2 separate regions of the Mus musculus genome follow, and region 2 is linked to region 1. Evidence: chromatin contacts called from public Hi-C data. All regions are on one chromosome and are shown on one strand. Each heading gives the region's core, a stretch centred on a gene start, on an enhancer-like site or on the middle of the called end of the contact. The rest is flanking DNA. Distances are from core to core; before and after follow the strand shown.

The links. A called contact is a pair of places that touch in the nucleus more often than the background predicts.
Region 2: a contact with region 1 is called in a Hi-C map of the N1E-115 cell line, with 3 times the contacts expected there. The contact joins two enhancer-like sites. A contact is called at or near these places in 2 of 15 datasets of contacts at CTCF or cohesin (the NIH/3T3 cell line and stem cell-derived epiblast-like cells), 20 of 484 Hi-C or Micro-C datasets (CD8 T cells, the G1E-ER4 cell line, the HL-1 cell line and 13 more), 12 of 115 datasets of contacts at active chromatin or transcription factors (CD8 T cells, T-cell acute lymphoblastic leukemia, astrocytes and 6 more) and 1 of 9 other capture datasets (embryonic trunk).

The regions. Positions count from the first base shown.
Region 1 is chr1:156,105,229-156,111,535 of GRCm38.p6, forward strand. The region is part of intron 1 of Fam163a (family with sequence similarity 163, member A); the gene reads right to left. Among named protein-coding and RNA genes, the nearest start is that of Tor1aip1, 72 kb to the left of the region's middle. Within about 2 kb of position 3,628, at least 21 of the 459 cell types and tissues checked have an H3K27ac peak or open chromatin away from gene starts, as enhancers often do. A contact at or near this core is called in the N1E-115 cell line, where this site is marked.
Region 2 is chr1:156,179,526-156,185,832 of GRCm38.p6, forward strand. The region is part of intron 1 of Fam163a (family with sequence similarity 163, member A); the gene reads right to left. Among named protein-coding and RNA genes, the nearest start is that of Fam163a, 22 kb to the right of the region's middle. Within about 2 kb of position 3,991, at least 39 of the 459 cell types and tissues checked have an H3K27ac peak or open chromatin away from gene starts, as enhancers often do. A contact at or near this core is called in the N1E-115 cell line, where this site is marked.

The DNA.
Region 1 (6,307 bases), core at 2,378-4,877:
CCATCATTTCAACCAAAATTAATATGATTTGCATTCACCAAATGAACAAGCCAGGGGATGGTGGGACCAATGGAGAATTAAGTACTTTCAAAATAGTCCCTTTTGGATGGAGGGTTTTTGATTTTTGCTCTTTCTTGGCTGATCAAGGGCTGGAGGGTCAGAGAAATAGATATGGAGACATTAGAGACGGAAGGCCAAAACTGTAACCAATGAGCAAGCACACTGTAAGAAAAAGTGATCCCATGATGGTTGGCAAATTTACTTCTGGGGAGGAACACAAAGGCCATTTGCAGAGGATTGTCTAGAGAACAAAGGCCATTTATTAACTCGTCTTTGCAATCTCTGGTCTGGAGGACATTGGAGCCATGCCAGGGACTCTGTAACCATCCAGGTCTCCACACTCCATCTCCACAGGCTGAATGGTTAAACACACACACACACACACACACACACACACACACACACACACACACTCCCTATGGTGGTCCTTACCTGAGAACTGCTGGTCTCTGTCAAGACAACTCTCACTGTTTCCCACTGTTTCCCCTCTGGGCCCTGTGGTGAGCTCCTCTCTGAACCCCAGTACCTTAACCAGTCCCTCCCTCCTCTATTCTGCCACCCAATTAAGTTCCCAAATGTGATCAAGCCCCTCCCATATTCCTCCTCTTTTTCAGGACTGAGCCAGGCACTCTAGGGCAGCTGTGGCACAAAAGATTGCCCAATTTTATTATTATTTTTATTTATTTGCTGACAGTTTCACATAGGTATATAACATATTTTGAATATATTTATCCCCTATTCTTCCCTACGATCCCCCTTCCCTCTCTGGAAAACTTCTTTCTCACAATATATCCCCCTCCAGACCCAACCTTTTGTTACTGTGATACGATATTATCACCTACAACTATGTTAGAGCCCATCGATCACTATCCTAGGGTGCATGTGTCCTGTGTGCTGCAGCATCGACACACCTGAGCTAGACCTCATTCTCATGCCCATGGCTATGACAGTTTATTCTCATCTGGCCTGCATATCTGCTGCCCCCTCTCTTCTATTGGCAGCTCTCCCAAGGTTATGTCTTATTTATGTCATTGCAGACTCATTTAGTTGCACCCAACAACTGGGAAGATGTCTGGGGGGCAGGGTCCATGTCTCTTTCATTTCCATGTCTTTGGTGACCAGCACATGGTAAGAGCTCTGAAAATACCAGTCAGGAGAACAAATGCATCCTGGTACCCTGACCTGTTATTTATGTCAATTTTAGATCAAGCAAGTCTCAGAATAGACACGTTCAGGAGGAACTCTCAAAGCTCAAAGACCTAATAGCCCAGCTAAATAGCTTACTCTATTTGCTGTAAATTAAGAGCCTTGGGCTAAAGAGATTGTTTAGGGGCTGGGAGACTACAGTTGGGTTTGCTGCTACTCCTTCCACGGCCACTTAATGCCTTTGAAATAATCTCATTTCAAACATCAATAATTCAGATTTGTATGTCAAAGGATGCCGAGGTTAACCTAACGGACATTGTCAGATTCATCCTCTCACAGTGGCTGTAACTGGAAGGTCTTGTACTCTCTTCCTGCAGCAGGCCTGACGTTGCCACAGTACCCTTGAGAGTGGACCTTGGCTCCTGGGTCCTGACACACATATGTGTGAGTGTGTGGGGGAGAGATTTGGGGTAAGAAATGCCAGGGCCCACAGAGGCACCAGGTCCTACTGGAAATAAATGCTCAAGAACTGGGGCTTGAAGGGTGGATTTAATTCCTGGTTCTGTGTGTAACCTTGGGGTAGTTTCTCTTTTATTTATTTATGTTTTGTTTTGTTTTTTGAGACAGAGTTTCTATGTATAGCCCTGGCTGTCTTGGAACTCACTCTGTAGACCAGGCTGGCCTTGAACTCAGAAATTCGCCTGCCTCTGCTTGCCTCTGCCTCCCAAGTGTTGAGATTAAAGGTGTGTGCCACCATTGCCCGGCTTTTGTGCAGTTTTTAGGTTTGGAAACACCTGAACAAAATGATGTGTGTGTGATATATACATGTCTGTGTGTATACATATGTGTGTGAATTGATATTGTTTTCTATTGCTCCCATTTAAAAAAAAATCATTTTGTGTATACATGTGAGTGCACAGGTATCACAGCACACATGTGAAGGTCAGTAGACAACTTGTGGGAGTCCGTTTACTCTGAGTGGGTCCCAGAGATCAGATCAGGTCTTCTGTCCTGCCAGCAAGAGTCCTCACCCACTGAGCCATCTTACCAACCCTCTACATTAGTTTTTGAGTCAGGTCTCCTACTAGATGTAGAAGTCAACTTTTTGGCAAGGCTAGCTGGAACAGTATGCCTCAGGGATTTCCCCCACCTCCTCAAATGTCCACACTAGCATAGGTCCACACTAGCTCACTTTTTTATGTGGTTTCTGGGGAGCTGAGCTCAGATTCAAGTCAGTAGGCAAACAGGCTACTGACGTCAGCCATCTTCCCAGCCCTGACTTTTTAGATTAATACAATAAATTGGTTGAGATTTAGAAATGTATATTAATAGTTTTTGGCAAGGGCCTGGGGAAATGGCCATAAGCGCACTGCTGTAGGAGGGTAAACCTCTCTGGAAGGCAATTTGGCAACATGAACCGGTTTGAGAGATCAAGGGCTTGGCAATTTCATTTTAAGCATTTATCATAAATGATCATGACTACAGGAAAACGTCAAGTCCAGTAATATTCCCCGCAGCCCTCTATTCGAGGGCAAAATCGGAAGTTATCTAATGCCTAGCAGCAGGAGGAGGTAACTGTATCACCGTCCATGTGGAATAGTACAGCAAAGCATCAATATGGGTACCACTGCCGCCGAGCCAGCAGGTTACAAAACAGTGCTAACCGCTACATGACAGCTTGAAGTGTGTTCCCGAAGAAAAGCAAGTGTGTACTCACATAGCTGGAGTATGCCCTAAAGTGTTAACTTTTCCCTCCTTTCTGTTTTATTCATTAGAAAGAGTCTTGCCAAGTAGCCCCAGCTGGCCTCAGACTGGTGATCCTCCTGCCTCAGCCTCCTGAGTGTGAGGTTACAAGTATTTACAACCCCACCCCACCCTACATACTTTTGTTTTTGAAGGGTGGGATTCTAAATGATCATTTCCTTGTGGTAATTGTCAGCGTTTTCTAAGTCTTGCACTGTGAAGAAAATGTTTTGGAGTCAGGGCTGGGCAGCTCAAGACGATGTAGCCAGAAAGCTAAGAATTGCCCGGGCCGTGTGAAAGGGTCCACGGTAAAATGGAAAGCCAGGGAGCGCCTCTTTGATCCTGGCCAGAATGTTCTTTCAGTTTATCAAAGGAAGCCTGGGCTGGAGGATGTGGGCGGAGGAGGCACCTCAGCACAGGCTTCCACTCCGGTTTAGAAATGCCTGTATTTATAGCCTGCGCAGTGACCTTTCTAGTTGATTGCAATTTATGGTTTCCTAATTGGTTTTCTAGAAACAAGCAGTTGGTAACTTGTGTACCAGCAGGGTGCGGGTAGGGGAATTTGGAGTGGGGGTAGGGGTGGGGAGGGGGGGAGGGGGGCTTGAACCATTCCCTCTGCGCAGTTTTCCTGACATACTGGATTACGGCACCTTTAATTGATCTGTGAGTCACAGCAAGATGATGGTGGAGAAGCTGGGCTTAAAATGAGTAATCTCTTTCTGGTCTATATTTATATGTCCTCCCACCGTGGCGTGGCGTGGACAATTTCTAAGGCTGGGCAGCTTTTCTTTGACATGTGGGACCACCTGCCTGGTAGCCAGGAAACAGAAGAGCCCAGTGTGCTTGACAGAATTGAAGGGATAAGACGGGGAGTATAAAAGCCACTTCTTAAGTCGGTGCGCTAAAATAATCACAAGAAGAAAGGGCCTGGAAGGAAAGGAAGACCCAAGCCTGCAGCTCCCAGCCTGCAGCTCACTGGGATGTGTCATTGTGTCATCTAGCTGTGGGCTAGCTTCTTCATGACATCCCTTTGGCTGGCTTGTAAAAACAATCTAGTCGATGTTTCTTTATTTCTCCTTCTGGTTTTGTGTGTTCTTCAGAAGCTAAATGTTTTTTTCTTTTTAAGATTTCTTTATTATTATATCTAAGTACACTGTAGCTGTCTTCAGACATCCCAGAAGAGGGCATCAGATCTCATTATGGATGTTTGTGAGCCACCTTGTGGTTTCTGGGATTGGAACTCAGGACCTTCGGAAGAGCAGTTAGTGCTCTTAACCACTGAGCCATCTCTCCAGCCCATAAGGTCCAATTGTTTTTTTTTTTTTTTTCTTCGAGACAGGGTTTCTCTGTATAGCTCTGGCTGTCCTGGAACTCACTTTGCAGACCAGGCTAGCCTCGAACTCAGAAATCTGCCTGCCTCTGCCTCCCGAGTGCTGGGATTAAAGGCGTGCGCCACCACGCCCGGCCCTTCTTTTTCTTTTTGAGGTTATAACTACATTTCTCCTTTCCCTTTTCTTCCTCCAAGCTTTTCCACATACCCCTCCCTGCTCACCTTCAAACCCATAACCACATGTATATGTGTATATGTATGCACATTAATATCCTTGGACATCATCTGCTCAGCCTGTATAACGTTACTTATATGTATGTTTTCAGGGCTGATCATTTGGCACTGGACAGCCAATTGGTGTGCTCTCCTTGGACTAGGCCACTTCTGTCCCCAGCTTCCCTCAGTTGCCTGTGTAGGGTTAAGTTCCATGGGCTTTCCCCATCTGCCTTGGCATGTCCATTGGTGCTATGTTCAGCACACATTGGGAAGTCATGTGGTGAGATTTTTATGGGTATAGCTTCTAATATCATAAGGAAACAACCTTACAGCAAATTCCCTATCATCAGACTCCTACAAATAACACCCCATGCCCTTCCAAACTTCCCTGAGCCTTAGCGGATATATCCACTGGGACTGAGTTCCACAGCTCTGCGTTTTGATTGGCTGTGTTTCTGTAGTAGTCTCCAACTGTTGCAAAGGGAGTTTTCCTTGATGAGGGATGGATGACACGGTAGCTGTCTTCAGACACACCAGAAGAGGGCGTCAGATCTCATTATGGGTGGTTGTGAGCCACCATGTGGTTGTTGGAATTTGAACTCAGGACCTTTGGAAGAGCAGTCAATGCTCTTAACCACTGAGCCATCTCACCAGCCCCTCCCCCCTTTTTTCCTAGACAAACAATAAAAATTTCCTTCTACTATTTCAACAGGATGTTGAGAGGTATAGGAAAGACAATTATAAATGTTTGGATCTATTTTGAATCAAAGTCAATTCTCATTCTCCTCTCTCTGTCTCTTTCTCTGTCTCTGTCTCTCTGTCTCTCTCTCTCTGTACTAGGGATTGTGCCCCGGGCCTCTCTGGTTAGGCAGACACTCCACCACTGAGCTACATCCCTAGCAATTCTATTTATTTATTTAATCTTAGTGGTGTGTGTGTGTGTGTGTGTGTGTGTGTATGTTTTGAGTGCCCATGCACGTATGCCACAGTGTATGTGCATATCTGGCTTGCAGAACACCTACCTTGTTTGAGGGCAAGGTCTCTTTGATATTCATCACTGTGTACATAAGACTTCTAGACATTCCTGTCTCCACCTTCACATCTCGCTGTTGAAACCCTGGGATTACAGACACAAACTACTGTGCCCCGACTTTACATGGGTTCTTGGAAGACTCAGGTCTTCATGCTTTTGTGGTTAAGTGCTTTAGCCACTGAGCCATCTCTCCAGATTCCTTGTAACACTCTTTCTCTGTCTCTCTCTGTCTCTCTGTCTCTGACTCTTTGACTCTCTGCCTCTGTGTGTGTAAGTGTGTATCTTTCTTTTTATGCCCTGGCTGTTTTGGAATTTGCTTTGTAGAACAGGCTGCCCTTGAACTCACAGAGATCCGCCTGCCTCTGCCTTCTGACGGCCTGCCTCTGCCTTCCGAATGCTAGGAATATAGGCGTTGGTCACCAAGTCTGGCTTTTTTAATGAGTTGGTTTCAGGCAGCTAGGAACGCAAATCTCCAGGAATGCCCAAGTCTGTATGGAAGCTGAAAACAATCATTATGAACATGGTGAGACAGCGACACGTAGGGGTGGGAGGCTGGATTGCAACTTTGACATTGCCTCTGAAGGGTAAGGTGGCTTGAAGAGTTCCTAAACTTTCCTAGGGAATGAAGGGCTTTCTCTCCCGCTAAATGAAGATGCAGACTCAGAATCTTCAAGGTCTGCTCTCTGCCTTTCTTTATTTTTCAAGCCAGAAGGCTGCCCATTGGGGCGACCTAGAACTGTAGGATCTGGAAAAAGGGCGCAACAGCAAATGCCAGATGG
Region 2 (6,307 bases), core at 2,741-5,240, 75 kb after region 1:
TCACTGGGCCTTTTTAGCTGTAAGAATTAGAGGGACGTCATAAAGTTCCAGGGTGCTATGACTTCTGTCTGAGTTGGGAGGGCATTGGGGTACGCTTACTCTCCTTTTGGGGAGCCACTTAGGAAAAGGAGATTGGTGGAGGCTGGAAGCTGTTTAGCTTTTGTTTATCAGAAAGGAAATGACTGTTTCCTACAAGGCTATAGGAATTGGGTGCTGGGGACTGCATAGGCTATCAAAAGTCAGAGTAGGTGTGTGTGTGTGTGTGTTGGAGTGCCACCAATAAGAGAAAGAAAAAAATGTAGAAGACTTTGTCAAGGGCTGGGTCATCCTTGGGGAGCATTCTGGGAAGAAAGGAGAAGACTTCCTGTTTGCCAAGAGCAGTGACGCGCAGGCGATGCGGAGCGACAGATACAAATGTGTAGCACACTCCAGCAGGCAGCCGTGCAGGAGATTAAAAGCTCGCTTGTGCTCAGAGCTGGCAGAGCGGGCTGGGGGCTGGGAAAGGATGAGTCCCTGAATCCCTAGCTGCGGCCAGAGCCTGCTGAGTGTTTTCAGGCTTATTAACAGGAGGCCACTTTCCAAGAGACTACAAGCTTGGCTCAGGGAACCCAGGCATCAGTGGGCAGAACGGAACTCCAGCTTGCCCAGCCTTCCTCCAGAACATCTCCTGGGAACATTTCCCTGGAGTCTGTGCATGGCAGAGCTCAGTTTCTCTGCCCTCCGTGGTATTATGACATGTGTGTTAGACAGAGCTGTCGGATACAGACTGGCAGAGGGATAGCAAGAGGGGCTTCCTATCGAGACTTTGAAACCAGAGGGAAGCTGGTCTCCTTGTGTGAAGGCCTGCTGTTCATGTTTACTGGGACACAGATGGGCTAAGAGAGCTTAGGTGGTCCACCTACTATGACCACATACAAAACTGATTAGCTTCTGAGGCCTGAGGTAGCATTCATTCTACCCTGTGAGGCCACTGTCTGGAAAGTAGTATTAGAGGGGATAGAGCCCTAGCTTTGGGTACTTCTGTGTCTCCTTGAACCATTCTGACAATCACCACGTGCATACATCCTGGCCATCAGTGGGTACCACACCTTTGTCTATCATTTAATCATGACACAGGAGAGCAAGAAAGGTGTGTTTTGTGGTTGTTTTGTTGTTGCTGTTGTTATTGTTGTATTCCAAGACAGAGTTTCTCTATATAGCCCTTGCTGCCCTGGAACTAGTTCTGTACACCAGCTGGCCTTGAACTAACAGAATCTGCTTTCTTCTGCTTCCCGTGTGCTGGAAACAAGGGTGTGTGCTACCTTAAAGGGTGTGATTGTAGACTTAGTCCTGAATGAGTTAGAATACAGAAAATGTGCACCCTCCCCCCGCCAAGTTCCTTAACCACTGTCATTAGCTGCCTGTCATGGGCCTCCCACACTGGCCTGGAGTGTTGTGTCTGCAGGCTTCCCTGTTCTCTGAGGTCCTCTCTTCAGACTTTACAGCTAACAAACACATCTTGCAACACTGTGGCCCACCTGTGCTTCAGGAGTCATACCTATGCCTCAAGGTCAGAGAGATGACTTGGTGAATAACAGGCTGTGAGTTCAAACCCTGGAACGGACATAAAAAAACAAATGCAGTGGCATGCACTTGTAATCTCAGTACTACAATGGTGAGATGGGAAACAGGCTCAGGGGAGCTGGCCAGAGACTTAAGGGCTCCCAGCCAGTTGTGTGAATCAAAGTTCTCTTGAGTTTAGGATGATTTCATTGGTTCAGTTTCTATAGCCCAAGAATGATTATGGCTTCCCAGATTAAATTCAAAGAGTTCACCCAGTGTGGTGTGTGTGTGTGTGTGTGTGTGTGTGTGTGTGTGTGTGTGTGTGTGTGTGTGAGATGTGTGTGTGTGTGTGTGATGTGTGCGTATGCAATGCCTTAGGAATGATTTTCAAAAGCAGTTCTTCAATCCAAATTGGATGCTCCTGGCAAAGATGGGCCAGGAAAAAAGTGACAGGGAGACAAGGGGAGGAATTTATATTCTTCTATACACACAGGGCAGTATCTCTCCTGGACCAAGGGAAGATGGGCATCTTGAAGTTCAAGTTCAAAACTTTGGATCTCCCTGTTATCATTTGTTTGTTTTGGTAAGGAGGGCGTAGCTCTGACCTCCGTTTCCTACTCTGTAAAGCAGGATTTACTACAGCCCAGCATCAGAGACCACTCACCTCCTCTCCAACTACATACGCTTCTCTAAGGGATTCTCTGCCCTCTTCAGAGCTGTGATTACAGGGTTGTTAGAACAGAAGGGGCATAGAGGCAGAGTGTCGTCCTTCCCACCCCCTGAAACCCCTGCTTTCTAGAAAATGGAACCAGTCAGCATAGGGCCCCTAAGCTTCATTTCAATGACACTGCTGTGTAGCTGTAAAGTTCATTTGTGTTCTAGTCCCTCTTTCTGGGACACTATTGTAGACTAACCAGAATATGCACCATAAAATACGCCTTTTTTTTGGCACAAGGAATGTTTTGATCTGATTATTCTGAGACATAACAGACACAAGAGAAGCTGTGAGAACACAGTATGAATGATTCTTCTGAGGAAAATGTTCATTTCTTAAATAGGAAAATGCTCATTTGTAAGTGTGTCTTCCTTGTGTACGTGGAGAAGCCCAAATACATCTCAGTTAAGTCTTATTAGCGCAAGCACCGAGGGTGCAGCTCATCGATAGAGCACTTGCTTAGCATGCATAAAGCCTTGGACTTAGTCCCCAGTATTGCCAAAAAGAACAACAAACAAACAAACAAACAAACAAACACAACTGAGAAAGTGTCCGTTTAAATTCACTTAATAAGGGTTGTGAGCTGGGGAGACAGCTTGGTGGCAAGAATACTTGATGTACGAGCGTGAGGACCTAGGTTTAAATTCTTGCACCCACGTAAAAGGTTGGTTGTGGCCACATGCACACCTGTAAACACAGTGCTGGTGTGGGTGGGCAGGTAGGATAATGACTAGGTCGCCCTGACTGCCAGCCTTGCTTCTTCTGGTTCAGCGAGAAAGCCAGAGAATGATCAGAGAATGATCGAGAAGGACACCCAGAATCCTTCTTAGTCTTTTACACATGCCCATACATGTACACACTTGTGGGTACAACACACATGCATGCTTTATGCCAGTGCTTTCTCCAAAAGTGCTTCCCCTACACACGTCTCAGTCTTCAGCTGAGGATGACATGGGAACCTGAAACCTAAACCCCTGGCTGCCTTTGGTTCCTCTCATGTATCATGTATCATGTATCATGTATCATGTATCATGTATCATGTATGTATCATGTATCATGTATGTATCATGTATCATGTATGTATCAGGCCTAGGTGTAAATGCACTTGTTTTCTTTGCTCAGCTGTTTTGTCCTAGTGGTCCCGGCTAAGAGCTACAGAGACTACAGGGAACATTGTGTTTCCTCCCCTACGCTCCGAACTCCTGGATGATAAATACCTTGAAGTATTTCTGTTGTGTCCCCCACAGTGGTCTGGGGTCCAATGGCTTCCCTCCTGTTCTGAGCTGGGGAGAGGTGTATATGAGCCTTTACTGTGCACAGCCAAGAAGATGCCCAAGGAAAGAGGGGGCGAACAAAGCTTCTCTCCATTTCTGCTTGCTGACCCAATAACCAGTGTTGAGCGTTCCTAGAGCTGACAGCACACACATGGAGAAAAACAGCTCTTCATCTGAGCCGGGGGAAGCCTGTCAGCTTGATCCATCACAGGCAAAGGGAGAGAAAGCATTTCTCTCACAAGTGGTAGGGGCAGCATCTATGTTTGGGGCTCCTTTTCTCTTTGTCCTCAGACCATAAGTGATTCAGATAAACTGAGAGGACCCAGCAGGGCCAAGTGGTTGATTAGCAAACAGCAGACATCAAGTTCAGTGCCTGGGAACTCAACCAGGCCAGCACCTCTTTCCCCCTAAACTGCACCAGGACTGATTGACCCACATACCCAGCAGAATCCAGCTCTCTGAGCCCCAGCAAAGTGACTCTCCTGATGTTTACTCTATTGCAGGCATGCTCTTGTAAATATGGGCCGGGAAACAGAACTGCAGAGCGTTTGCTGCATTCATTCGTAACATCTATTTCTGAGATGGGCTCCTAACAGGATTATTTCTCCCTGCCTTGATCTGATTACATGACCTTTTAGAATTTTCTTTCTTTTGTTCATTCATTCATCCATCCATTGAACTGAGAGCATCTGGCATCTACTTCCTGCCGGGAACCTTCTAAGCCAAAATCAATAGAATGTTTTTCCCAAGCTTTAAAATTCCCTGCTTGTAACAGCAGCCTATTAAAAAGGGAAGCAGAGGGGTGGAATTTGGAATTAGCCAAACTAAAATTTAACTTCTGCTGTTAGCTAATTATTCACTCTCTCCAAATCCCAGTTCCAGCAGCTTTAAAATGGGAAGACCTCATCACAGAATTGTTATGACTTAAAAGGGGAAGTGTATATATGGAACACTTTGTATATTATGCCTAATATTTGCACACACACGGACACACAGACACACAGAAACACACACACAGAAAGAGAGAGAGAGAGAGAGAGAGAGAGAGCGAGCGAGAGCCAAATCCCTCAACATTCTCATCTCTTACTACCTTACAGTAGCCCTGGCCGACTGTCATTCAAGTTCACGTCCCTTCCTAGGACAGTGTTCTTGTGATTTCCATCTTCTATGAGAATGAGATCTGTGTCAAGGTCAGCTACAGTGCTTGTGGGAGAACGGATCCGTGCAGTCCAGTTAATAAATAAACACGCAGACATCAAGGCTACCGGCTGTCAGAGTAACGAGACTTTATGTTTTCCTGGCTCCTGTCATCTTCAGGACTGGAAGCACTTAATGAATTAGTCTCGCTTGCAGTCCTCCTGGGCAGAAATACTGCTGTGTCAACAACGTGCAGTCACAGGAACCAGCCAGAGGTCAAGTGCTTCTCCGCACTGTGCCAAGCCGCTTTGATGGGGAGGTGGGGGGTTGATCATAATATACCAACTGTGTGTTTGATAATTTAAATGATACAAGTCAAAAGATTAGGTCTGAAATCCCTTAGCAATCTGCCCACTGTAGATAAGTGTGGCTGCTATTTTAATCCTGTCCACCCAGATGTACCACACCTACTCAAATGCAGACTATACTATGTACCTGATGTTTTAAAATTTAACAACATATCATGTTAACTCAGTTTCTACATCACTTTAAGTGGTGGCTAGCTTACTATAGAAACCTTCTATTATTAAGCATTTCAGCGGATACTTGCATGGTTTAGATTTGGCTTAGGTATGTCCCTAAAGAATTCAAGTATTAGAATTTTGACCCCAAGGGTGGGAATGTCAGAAGCTTTAACGAGTTGGGGGTAGCAGGAAGTAATTTGGTCACTGAGGTATCTGCCCTTAAAAGAAATTGAAGGGTAGGCATGATGGTGCATACTGTAATTCCAGACCCTGGAAAGTAGAGACAGGAGGATCAGGATTTGAACGTCTTCCTCGGTTACATAGCAGGTTCAAGGCCAGCTTGGGCTACATAAGACCAAAGGATCAAAAACCTAAAGGGAGCCGAAATAGTTTTGTGAGACCCTGGTTTATTCACAAAGGAGGTTTTTATGCATGAGCAACTGTGGTTGGTGGTGTAGCTCAGGAGGCAGGATGCTTGCCTAGCATCCTTAAAGCCCTAGGTTTAATTCCTAGTATCACATAAACCGAACGTGGTGGTGTGCTACTGTAATCTACTAGCAAAGTGGAGAGGATGGAAGAGCAGAAACTCAAGGACATCTTCGGCTACATAACAAGCTTGAAGTCAGCCTGAGCTACGGGACACCCCCCCCAACCCCTGCATTCTTCCCTCCCCCCATCTCAAAACAAAATAACAAACATGACTGTGCTGGTTAATACTGATTGTTAATCTGACAGGATCTGAAGTCACCAGAAACAAGTCTCCGAGCTTGCCCTGTCTGTGAGGAATTAACTACATCAGATTAATTGAGGTGGGAAGACCCACTCTAACTGTGGGCAGCCCCATTCCATGGGTGGGTGTCCTAGACTACAAAAAAAGGATGCTAACAGGACATCACATTGCTCTCTGCTTCCTACGGTGACCAGCTGCTTCTGGTTCCTGCTACCATCTCTTCCCTGCCATGTGGGGCTGCACCCTCAAACTGTGAGCCAAAAGAAACCTTCCTTCTTTAAGTTTCTCTCGTCAGGCATTTTGTCATAGCAACAAGAACACTGATCCAGTGACCCACTTAGGGTCCCTCTTTGGCTTTCTGTTTTGCCATGCAACTTCCCCCGCT